Regions from separate parts of the Mus musculus genome. Here all the other regions are linked to region 1. Evidence: chromatin contacts called from public HiChIP or PLAC-seq data. All regions are on one chromosome and are shown on one strand. Each heading gives the region's core, a stretch centred on a gene start, on an enhancer-like site or on the middle of the called end of the contact. The rest is flanking DNA. Distances are from core to core; before and after follow the strand shown.

Region 1 (2,831 bases), core at 108-2,607:
TCTGGCCACTAAGAATACAGCATCAACTAAATAGTTGGCATGTGACTCATACTGGAGCAGCCACATCACCATTATCAACTGCAAGTCTTGCATGGAGTGATGAGCGGGTGGGCAAGATCCTCTTTAGCTCCTGGAGCTGAGCTAAGTGAGATGTCACTTAGAAGCTGCCAGTAGACATCTCTGACATCACTGAGGGAGAGGATTTAGCAGAGGGAGGGTGCTGGGCTGAGCTGAGCTAACAGATGGAGTGCCTAGATCCAGCTGTGCTTGAAGCTCCACAGACCACATCCCTTTTCCTCCTTAACACTGAACTGGATTTCTGCCACTGAGGAATTGGTCTGTCTAACCCTTTTTGCACATAAGAGTTTGGTTTCTTCCTATGGCCAACGCGTGCAGTTCAGCGTGCAGTCTGATTTCTAGCTATGTAGTAATTGTGAGACTTTGTGCATGTTACTCAAACTCTCTCTGTCTTATTTTTTCAACTGCAAAAATGAAGAAAATGCAGCAGTAGCTCTTCAGAGAGTGAGGAAAATCAGTGTGTCAATATAAACTACTTACTTAGAACCTGTCTTCGCAAACCAAGCTCTCTAGTATTAGCAAGACTGCCACATCTCATACCCACGTGTAGCCCAGGAAGAGGCATACCATGGAGACTGTGCTAAGAGCTCTGTACCACTCAGCCTGCTCTTAGAATTACGGACTGACACTAGTTGGCCTTCTGTCTTTATCTCGTCTCACCTCCAAAGCCCCCAAAGGTCAATGGGAATGTTGATATGAAGGCCCACATCACAGATGGAGCCACACATGTCACAGATGGGGGGTAGCATCTCAGCCTAACTGGAACCAACCAAGGCAAGCACTCTGAAGGGGCAGAGCAGTCTGTATCGCTGTCAGTTAGTGGGAAGGGCACTGAGCATCTTTGAATAGAATAGAGGAGAGTATAGGTTCCTTCATCCTTTGAAATTTTCCCAAGAAATCTGGACCCATGTTTAAAAGTTACCTGTAAGCCTGTCACCTGTGTAGTAATTGATCTACACACTCCTGATCTTTCACTCTTGGCTATACTTTCCACCTCTTCATCTTATTGTATGAAGTCTTAAATTGTCCCCATAGAAAGATGAAAGGTGAACTTTTAGTGGAGTATAAGCTAAGAATCTCTAAGATCACTAAGATCCACTTTCTGGGATTATCCCTGTAGTGATGATGCTGTTCCTCTTTGACATATGGTAGGATAGCCCTCTAAATGATCAGGATTCATTTTCAATTCTTCCCATGTCAGAACATACACAAGTCCTTTCTTCACAGACCCTCAATTATTCCTGTTACTATGGAAACCACTGCCTGTGTCAGAGCACCTCAGAGCGGGTGGGAAGGAGGCATGAGCTGCTGCCATGGCAACATGTCTCTCCACAGCAGCATCTCACAGTCTATGCCATCTTGTTTCCAAAGAGAAGGAATGTTTACTGGGAGATCTGAGTAATTTCCCAGGCTGGGAGGTGGGAACTCAATAACTTGACCCTCATCAGTAGTTCGGTCAGCTCTCTGTGCCTGTTGTGAAAGACGTAGAAAGAAAGGTCACGTCAATGTCCTGAAATGCTCACAGAGGGCAGAACCCATTTGAAGCTGCAGTATCAGCCCACTGCCTTTGCTTCAGTGTCAATACTGATGTCCATAGTAATCTTACATATGCATGGCCTGGAACACGAGCATCAAAGGTCAAAGGCATAAGCCTGAGCATCTGACTCTCTGAATTCTAGTTCTGGCCTGGCTATCTCCTGGCTATGTTGTTGTGGGGTATCAACTAGCCTGTGCCTTAAATTTCTCTTCTGCTGTGAGGATGATAATAATTGTTCCCATTACACAAAGAAATATCACCAAACTTATGAAAATCTCTAAACTCATCATGTCGGTCCCCAATAAATGTCTAATGTCACCATCACTCGCAATAATTAGATTGTCTAATTTGTGTCATGCCTCACAAATTTGGTTACTGTCCTGTACAAGTGTACAGACAAAGAGAGTGTAGGTCACCTCTGTCCTCTTTCTGGAGCATACATTCTCAGTAAGTCCAAGCCATCCCTAAGGGGATATCAGTCCCTGTGGGTGGCAGAGGAGAAGCATCATTCTGTTGTATATTGTTCTGGTTGACTTTTGTCAATTTGGAACCAGCTACAGTCATTTGAGAAAAGGGAATCACAGTTAAGAAAAAGTTCCCATTAGAGTGGCCTGTAGGCAAGCCTGCAACCCATTTTCATGACTGATGATGGATGTGGAGCTGAGGTCTACATACCAGCCCAGTCCACTGGAGGCAATGCCACCTCTGGTCAGGTAGGCCTGGACTGTGTAAGAAAGTAGGCTGAGCAAGCCATGAGGAGCAAGCCAGTAAATAGGGCTCCTCCATGGCTTCTGCTTCAGTTCCTGCCTCCACATTTTGGTTCTGCTCTGGTCTCCTTCCACAGTGGACTGTGAAAAGTGAAAGCTGAAGGAAACCCTTTCCTCCCCAAGTTACTTTTGGACCTGGTGTTCCTCACAGGAACAGAAGCATAACTGAGACATACACAAAGCAAGATGATCTGTGTAGGATGTAAGTATACACACAGTGTGTCCCTCCTGCTAACATTTGTGAGCAAATGTATAGAAGGCAAGGAATGGAGGAATGTCTGAAAAGGCTCTTTGAGGAGATGGCTCTACAAACAGGACAGTCTTTAAGAGTCATCTGCAGGCAAAACCAAGCTCAGCTTACAACTCACAGTGGAATCAAGGTCAGGATTTCCAAGTTAAAACACACACACACACACACAAACACACACACACACACACACACACACACA
Region 2 (2,831 bases), core at 249-2,748, 880 kb before region 1:
TGGGAGGGTGATATATTTTAAGTTTCAGTTTAAGAATAAAACTCAATGACTTACTTTGTCTCCAGCATTTGGATTCTTATCAGGGTGGTATTCTTTGGCTAACTTTCGGTATGCCTTCAAAAAAGATTTTGGATAAGAGTTATACACAGCAAACAATTTAAGATATTCACTTTTCTGAGAAGCAATGTTCTAAAGTTACAGCCTTCCAAAAAATGTCACTTATTATTTAACGTTTTCCACTTCAATAGTATTTACTAATAATATACCCAAAGTTACTGAAGAAAAATACAAATAAAACAACAAAGAAGATACTGAAACATTTTTTCTTTCTTTTTTTACAAACTATTATCAAATGTCTTTGATGGCCAGTAGCCAGACCAAGGAGACCACAATAACCAAACAAATTTTAGATTGAGTGACTACGTTTTACAGAAACTCAAGCACTACTACAAATTAAGCATAGGATACTTCTACCAAGTATCTCTCCCCATGCTGGCTGGCTCCTCTGCCTGCCCTCTAACAGGACACCCAGGAGGTCCTAAGTGATGTTTTACTCGCACACGGTCGGCTAACTGGGGTCTTAGGTGGTGGTGAAACTACATACTTTCAATTAAGCGATGTGGTTAAGCACCATGTAAGTCCTCACACAGACTCATGAATTATATAACACAGCCTACCATTTCCGGTAGGGTAACAGGAAGTCTTTTTCTTTGGACTTTACCAGTCCCAGTACTTACGGGACATTCTTATTTTTCTCAGTTTACAAATGCGGATTGGATCCCGACAGCCAGAGAAGATGCTGACTTTATTAATACCCCAAGTCCCGAGATGATTTGGAACTACTACAAAGGACAACAATAAGACGTGTCTTATTTTTAGGGAGTGCACGCTCAGGTGTTTGGCTGGGGCACACGACTCATCCCCGAAGCGGCCACGGGGTATTTAGATCTCCAGCCCACAGAACAATGCTTCCAAACAGACCCACGCCGCTCCAGCTGCCGGGCGAGCGAGGCTGAGGGAGGAGCCTGCTCAGCGCCGGGGGCTGCGGCCCTCAGCCCCACACCGGCGCCGGCGGTCAGCTCCTCCCCGGCCCGGCGGCGCGAGCACCGCGGTCCGACCTGTTTTTCCGGGTGGCCCCGGGCGCCGAGCTGGCGGGCCGCGTCTGCGCAGGGCCGGGCGGGCGGAGGCCCAAGGTCAGCCGAGCCGACTGCGCCCCCGCCGCCGCCGCGCCTCAGCCCGGCTCAGGCCGCCCAGACCGCGCAGGCCCCGCGCCCTCGCCCCGCCCGCCGGCCGGCTCGCTCCAGTACCTTCTTCAGCTCGTTCTCGCTAGCGCCGGGAGGGACGCCCAGGATGTCGTACAGCTTCGTGTCGGCCACGTTCGCCATGGCGGCCTGCCGGGCAGCACTCGCAAGCAGGCGGCGGAGCGGAAGGAGCGCGACCCGGACCACGAGCGGCGGCGGCGCAGGCCGAGGAGACGGCGCGGGGAGGCAGGCGGGGCTGAACTTTGACCCGGCGCAGCGCCATGACGTCGCCACAAGGCCCCGCCTCCGGGGCCGGGCGGGGCGGGGTTGGGCGGTGGGCGCCCGAGAGCGGCTGGTGGGGCCCTTTCCTGTCGCCGCTCCGTGACGCGCGAGCGACCGCGGAGTGGAGGGGAGCGGTGTGCGGCGTTCATAAAGAACTCTCGGTGCGGCTGAGGCCTGAGGGAAAGAAGCCGGCGTGGAATCCTCACGGGGTGGTCCCCCCGGGGCCACGGTGAAAAACAGCACGTGGGTGTGAGTGTGTGAGGTTCCCAAATAGCGAGTTACGCCCGTGATGTGATTTCATCAACACCTTCACTAACTCATTTCATCTCCTTAACTTCCCCCTCAGCACCTCTGCGTAGGGGAAACAATTTCATTCATAAATACTCAGATTTATACCTAGCAGACGAGGTTTTAAAGGCATAGCCATCCTGTCACATCGGAGGAAAGGACAAATCTTTTTTACACATTCCCAGTTGGTTTCGGGGCATCCAGATAAACCAAAGTCACCCTGTTCCACCGGGATCATGTGTTCAAGTGTCTCACTTGACAGCTTTAAAATTAGCTAACGCCAAAGGTTTGGTTGGCATAAGACAGTATGGCAGCGTGCCGGCACTTGGTGGCTGTCAGTCGAGTTTCGTTTTGCTTTAGCTTGAAAGATTTCTGTGCTTTACCACATTCCAGAATGTATAGCTTGCCTTCCAACTGGTTTTCCGATAGTAAAACACTTCTGGTCAGTTGAAAACCTGAACTGGGAAACAATTGCTCATTGGCCATAAGTCTGTCAGTGGAGGTGATACACCTTTCTTGTTATTCTTCTTGACCGAGTTTTGGAGGTCCTTCACTGCCGTGCTAAGACTTCTGAAATTTAACCTGAACGCTCAGAAGAGTCTCATGAGAAGTTAGATGCTCCTTCTGCTATTCAAAATGCCCCTTAACCTGTAGTGTTTTCCTTAATTCATAACCTGGTGAACCTTCCTGTCTTATTTGATGTTCGTTTTCCTGATAAGTATGATTTATGACATGAATGCTGTTCTCACATGTGAGTCAAAATTCTTTAATAGAATATAGCTTATCTATCTGGTTTCCAGGACTTATTTGGAGGTTTCTAGCAGGGGACCACAGCTATTTTATACCCTTTTGCCAAAGATTAGCCTCTCTTCTTGATCAAATACCCAGTTTCAGGAAGGGACATACAAAGAAGAAGAGGGAACACTCACCCACACACCCAGATCAGCCAAAATAACCCTGGGGCAGATGTTGAAGTCAGATCATCCTTCTTCTGACTTTGAATTTTACAAAGACCCCTAA
Region 3 (2,831 bases), core at 141-2,640, 650 kb before region 1:
AAAAAGCCTTTAGGACATCAAGACAAGGCAGTGTCTTCTATGCTTGACAGGGAAGCTGCATGACATGAGATGGCAACAATAACCCATACAATATAACATCAGCTGATATGCCAAGGTGGATACAACTCTTACAAGGCCATATCCCTAAATGAAGCACTAAGGCAACTGATATCTGCTCAGAGGAAGAGCCAGTCTTTTCCAGGGACAAACCTGATAACCCTGATAGACAATTCTGTAGTCAGCCCTAAACACATTTTGATATAAACAATACTAAATGGACACAGATAGTTGTATCTGTGTACTTATGTGTGTGTGTGTGTATATGTACATATATAAATACTGGAATCAGTCTTCTCCAGGGACAAGCTGATAACTGATAGGTCACAGGTCAACCATGTCGTTAGCCTTAAACAAATATACATATGAAACACACAAGATGGACTCAGAAGGTTGTATTCACATATAATGTGTGTGAATATATATATATATATATATATATATATATATATATGCACATATAAATAGATGAATTTGAAAGGTAGTTGAGAAGACATGAGAAGAGTTGGAAAGGGGAAAAGGAAGGGGGGGGGAAATGATGTTAATAGTTTTCATGTACAAAATTCTAGAAAACAAATAATGAAACATTAGAGACCTACAAGATTGCTCAGTGGCTAAAGATGCTGGCTGCCAAACCTGAAACCTGAGTTTGAGTTGAAGATCATCCATGGTAGAAGCAGCTGTGGTAAAGAAGTTCTAGTAAATTGTTCTCTGACTTCCACAGGGTATAGTATAATCCCCTTGGCACCTCAACACACATATAATAAATACCCGTAAGAATAAAGAAAAAGCTTGGTTGTTAAGACTACAAAGTCTCACTACCTCTGATGGCTAAGAGTGAGTCACAGGACAGAATGAAAGGAAATACACCTAAGGTAATGCTGATGGACACTCCCACATCACCTCCTAGGAATGAAGGATTTACCTGGCTTCAAGACGATATGGCCATCATGAAACTTAGCAGCTGTGTTTACCAAAAACCAGCATGAAATGTAGACTGTTTTAACATTCCCCCAAGACAGAGTTGTGTGGCCTTCCCTGAGATTTTAGCCCCTCACTCCATTCTGAAGCCCTGCCCCTAGCTATAAGTAGCCCTGCATGTGACCTCTGGTGCATGTGACCTCTGCTGGTGGCATGGTATATACAACACGCACAAGTCTAAAAAGGGGATTCCTCTGCAGCTTCTGGGAAGGTTGTTACCTCTGCTGGGGTGCAACTTGTCAGTGACATAGATGTTTGGGGGTTAACACTGCTCCTGTAAGTACTTCCTCCCTCATTCCTCCCTCTTGTAAGCCCAATAAACCCATTGTTCCCTAAGCTGGGCTTGGACAGAATCACATCCTTGTTCATTAGTGTCTGATTTGGGATGAATAGATGTTTATTCATTTCTCTCCAGAATAAGGAACATGACCACTTTTCTGTAAAACAGTGGTGCCATTCAGAAGGACATCTTCATGGCTCAAGATTATGCCATGCAGGAAAGGCAGGCTGCAACACAGACAACTACAAAGCTGTGCTTTAAAAAAAGCTCACTTGATCCAAAAGAGCATGTGGGGAAGTTCAAACTTAAGTGTGTGCTCGCAGCAAATAGAGATTTGGTGGAAACAGAAGCAGAGTATCAAGTTTACCTACACCACAGACCAGCTGCTTTACCAAGAAAGAACCATTGAAATAACTGTTAAGAATATTCACAGAGCATGAATGAGCCTATAAAACTGGCCTAAAATAATTTGCAAAGGAATCTACACACAATTATTAAACCAAGAAGCAATGTGTATACACACACACACACACACACACACACACCTACACACACACCTAGTGCATTGTCAGAAACAACAACAGAACAATCAGTTGGCACCTAACAGAGCTTGAGAGCTGAGTATGCCGGGAGAGACAGAGGCCTGTTAAACGCATGGGCATTCCAGAGTACTGGAGAGACATCCAAAGCTACAGCCTCTGAGGAACAGTCTTCGCATATAGGGAAAACATTTCATGTCAAAGGCAGCCCAACGTGTGTCACAAGGAAACAACTGTAACAAGCTTTAGGGATGGGCTCAGAGACGCTGTTTTACTGCAAATCAGAACTGACACCATTTCTCTGATGTTTAATTGCTGACAGGTTTTAAACTTTATCCTTTGTCTGTAGTTGGGTCTTTGTGACTTTGTGTGTTCTTCTTTTGCCCACCCTTTATCCTCCTGGTTTCACCCTATCACTAGAAAGGAGAGAAGGAAGGATAGAGAAGGAAAAGAGAGAAAGAGAGAGAAAGAGAGACAGAAACAGAGAGCTCCCTGAATCTAATTTCTTTCTTGAATCCTCTTTGACCACAGGCACTAACCAACTGCAACCGAATCTTCCTGAATGATCAACAGCCACTCATACTACTTCTCAGGGCCCAAGCATTTATGTATCCTCTGAAAAGTTCCCAAAATTCCAAACGTCACACAATTGTAGAAATTATCTGCACCTGGCAGAATCATGCCTCTGAGAGCATGAGGCAAGTCACATCAGCTGCTGCAGGCAGTCTGAAGCAGTCCCATAGCCCACGCCTGAGATTATAATGAAAACACATTCTTATGTATTTCTTTTTTTTTTAATTAAAGAAACAAAAACTCCAGAATTCTTACTATACCCTTCCTCTAGTGTTTCATATCTGTGCAAGCTGATACAAAAAATCTAGGTGCCACTGGTCAAAGGTCAGGAAGAAGCTCAAAATATGTCACCTAGGCCCTACCTCCAAAATAAATACAAGCCCTCCATGGCAGCTTCATCT
Region 4 (2,831 bases), core at 158-2,657, 600 kb before region 1:
TTTCAGAAACGCTTAATCAAGCACAGGATATCTTCAATGTCTCTGTATCTAGTTTGGATAGATTAGCTACAGACTTTGAGTATTCTTGCAATGTGGGTAATCATTCAAATAGAGGAAAAACCATCCAGGTCTTATAAGAGGTTCTGGGGTCCTGGAAAGAGCACTCAAAAGACCTTGTCAGGATCCTGCCAGTCAGCTTTGTAGGGGCTTTAAACTTTATTCATGGCCTTGGTCCTTAACCACCAACCGATGCACTTGGTCAGCATCAGACATTTTTTCTTTTAAGGCTTAATGTGGTTAATGAACTTTCAATGGCAAGTTGGATGAAGACTATAGCAGTACTCAAGATGAGGAGGGGCCAGATGTACACTAAGCTAAGGCACCTTATGCTGGAGAAGTCTGAAGTTTGAGAATGTATGACCAAGGAGGCACTGCGTTTATCAGCAGTTAACAACAACAGAGGCTGGTGTGAGTGGTGGAGAATTTGGTGCCTGAGGAAGGCACAGTGCCTTTAAAGATCTTAACACAAGGAAGGGCAGAATTAGTAGGAGGTGAAGGCAGAACATCTCTCACAAGAAACTGTCAGCTTGCATGTTTTCTCATCAAAGGGGGTGGAAGATTGGAAAAAAGACGGGAAAGCAAATGCTTAGACCAGAAACCAAGGTTCTTAGAAATCTGGAAGACCTTTGGCAGGCAGGTGATCATTCGCCATATGAAGGCTAGAGGTTTCTAGATGAAGGGAGGTTGGTGTGTTCTTAAGGGTTGGGCTGATGGTCAAGCCGCGGGGTTACTGAGTTAGGACCGAGGGTTGATAAAAACAGGGGAAAGCTGTCCCTGTGCTGAAGATAAAGGGAGAGCCAGAAGACTGGGAAATGCAAGAGGTAGGGTAACAGGAATCAGGGGGCGTGGGTACACCGGGAGGGGCAGACAGAGGAGGGCCGGCAAGCACTGACTTTCCCGCAGCACGAAGAGGTCCGTCTGTTTGTCGGAGTTGAGGTCACCGAAGGCCGCCAGGGTGCCCCAGGCCTCAGCCCCAAAGAGCTCGGCCGTGACGTTGTGCAGAGCCCGCGCCGGGGCAGGCCCAACGCTCAGCAGCGCGAGCCCCAAGAACAGCGGGGCCAGCACCGCCCTGGCGCTAGGAAGCCGGCCTGCCGCCATGGCGCCTTCGGCCCGGCCGGCCTCCGCCGCGCTTGACGGCAGCCGCAAAGCACCGTGCGACTGACCGGCCGACCGAGAAAAGACTCGGGGTGCGGCCTCACGGGCAGCCCCTCGCTGCACTCTCACGCTGCCCTGGGGCTGTTTCTCCGACGACCAAGACGCCGAGGAGCTAGGGCGGCGTCTGCCCGGGAACTCACTTCCGGCTGTCGTGCCTCCCGACAGTGTCGCGCGAGGGGGCGGGGCCGGGCCGGCCTCGCTGACTGGCAGCTGGGGTGGTGGGCACTGTGCGATGGCGGGGGCTGAGGGACTCATGGCTGAAGTAAGCTGGAAGCTCTTGGAACGAAGAGCCCGGGCCAAGCGCTCAGGTTTGACTGCCTGTGACCACAACCTTCCCCCTCCTGGGTACAGGGGGTGGTGCTCCTCCGCAAGTCCCCTGGAGGGAGGCAGGTGGGATCTGTCCTGGGGATCAACTTGCTTCCTTAAGTTGGCTCCAGAAAGCAATAGGTTTCTCTTGCTGCCCTGCTCTTGTCCATCTTGGTCCCCATTCCCCAATCCCTGCACTTCCCCCATTTAGATAACGTCTGTCTTTCTCCCCCAAGTTATTTCCTCTCCAAAGTTAGTGATAAGCTGACTTCTCCAGAAACTTTGCCGAGTAAGTCAGCTAGTGACAAGTTCTTTGGAACCTGAACGCTCTTGCTCTGCAAAAAGTAGACCTCCATTTTTAGTGAGGTCCTAAAGAGCTGGCGACTACTTTTGTCTCATATGCCCCCTTCACATTCCTCAGTAATTTTTAGCTGCAGCCAGTTCTGTGTGTCAGAAATTGAGGAAGACGGTTTGTGCCACAAGTTAAGTTAGTGTACAGTTATGACTCAGAATGAAATTGGCCCCTTCCCTAGCCAAATGGTCCCACCACCTGTAGCTTCTAGTTGTGGTTCCCAACCACGGAGATTAAAAAGCCAGCAGTCCGAGTGTCCTGAACTGACTTGTTCAAATTGCAAAGTCACACTGGCGTTTTAAAAGTTAGTACTCCTGATTAATAACTTTCCAGAGAGCCAGCAGTGAAACTGCCACTTTTGAAATTGGATACAATCTTGGGGGAAAAAATGTGTCCTTAAACACGAGAGGTGGGGGACAAGAAATGTTCAACCAAGAACCTTTCCCTTGTCAAAGATTGACGAAAGATTGTAGAAAAGTACTGTATTTGTTAAAGTATTGCCAATTTCATTCCATTTGAAATCTTAAAATTTTTGTGTGTTTATTTACTTAGGACTTAGGGTTGTAATGGAACAAACACATGAAAAGTAAGAGAAATTTTTAGAAAGCAGTTGACTCAAGTTCAGAGTCAGTAGAATTATTTGAAACAGTTGTAGGGATATTTGTTGCTTATATTTTCTTTTATTGTGTCATATAGAAATTTTGAGTTGGTTATTAACACTGTTGCTGTGGGAATAGAAAAAGTGCTATTAGGTTGTTCTGGGCAAAGAGAATAACTAGTCTTTTGCCAGGGTCTTTAACCGTCCTCTCAACCCCCAACATGTATTTTTGCAACACAGTTTTGCAACATAGTAATCCTATAGGGTCTATTTTCTCTTCAAGTCTTTATTTTACTCAAATATATGTCACAACAGCAAGTGTTGAAAACCGTATTTTTCTTAATAGGGTAAATTCTGCTT

What was found. HiChIP or PLAC-seq counts read pairs in DNA pulled down with a chosen protein or histone mark.
Region 2: an H3K4me3 HiChIP or PLAC-seq map of embryonic forebrain shows a contact between it and region 1, with 3 times the contacts expected there. The contact joins the promoter of Dnaja2 here to the enhancer-like site in region 1. A contact is called at or near these places in 3 of 39 promoter capture datasets (embryonic stem cells, hippocampal neurons and liver) and 2 of 115 datasets of contacts at active chromatin or transcription factors (embryonic forebrain and large pre-B cells).
Region 3: a contact with region 1 is called in an H3K27ac HiChIP or PLAC-seq map of oligodendrocyte precursor cells, with 6 times the contacts expected there. The contact joins two enhancer-like sites. A contact is called at or near these places in 1 of 484 Hi-C or Micro-C datasets (nephron progenitors) and 1 of 115 datasets of contacts at active chromatin or transcription factors (oligodendrocyte precursor cells).
Region 4: an H3K4me3 HiChIP or PLAC-seq map of embryonic forebrain shows a contact between it and region 1, with 6 times the contacts expected there. The contact joins the promoter of Phkb here to the enhancer-like site in region 1. A contact is called at or near these places in 9 of 39 promoter capture datasets (the 3T3-L1 cell line, the SN4741 cell line, cranial neural crest and 4 more), 1 of 484 Hi-C or Micro-C datasets (nephron progenitors), 12 of 115 datasets of contacts at active chromatin or transcription factors (the NIH/3T3 cell line, astrocytes, craniofacial prominence and 9 more) and 1 of 9 other capture datasets (adipose tissue).

What each region holds. Positions count from the first base shown.
Region 1 is chr8:86,437,449-86,440,279 of GRCm38.p6, forward strand. No RefSeq gene overlaps it. Among named protein-coding and RNA genes, the nearest start is that of Abcc12, 130 kb to the right of the region's middle. Within about 2 kb of position 1,358, at least 79 of the 459 cell types and tissues checked have an H3K27ac peak or open chromatin away from gene starts, as enhancers often do. A contact at or near this core is called in the SN4741 cell line, embryonic basal ganglia, embryonic forebrain and 5 more, where this site is marked.
Region 2 is chr8:85,553,863-85,556,693 of GRCm38.p6, forward strand. Dnaja2 (DnaJ heat shock protein family (Hsp40) member A2) reads right to left here and starts at 1,499. Exons shown (of 9, transcript NM_019794.5): 1 at 1,308-1,499; 2 at 55-114. The coding sequence starts at 1,385.
Region 3 is chr8:85,784,246-85,787,076 of GRCm38.p6, forward strand. All of the region lies in intron 6 of Itfg1 (integrin alpha FG-GAP repeat containing 1), which reads right to left. Among named protein-coding and RNA genes, the nearest start is that of Itfg1, 55 kb to the right of the region's middle. Within about 2 kb of position 1,391, at least 23 of the 459 cell types and tissues checked have an H3K27ac peak or open chromatin away from gene starts, as enhancers often do. A contact at or near this core is called in oligodendrocyte precursor cells, where this site is marked.
Region 4 is chr8:85,839,581-85,842,411 of GRCm38.p6, forward strand. It overlaps Phkb (phosphorylase kinase beta), which reads left to right and starts at 1,408. Exons shown (of 32, transcript NM_199446.2): 1 at 1,408-1,523. It overlaps Itfg1 (integrin alpha FG-GAP repeat containing 1), which reads right to left and starts at 1,369. Exons shown (of 18, transcript NM_028007.3): 1 at 954-1,369. The coding sequence starts at 1,158.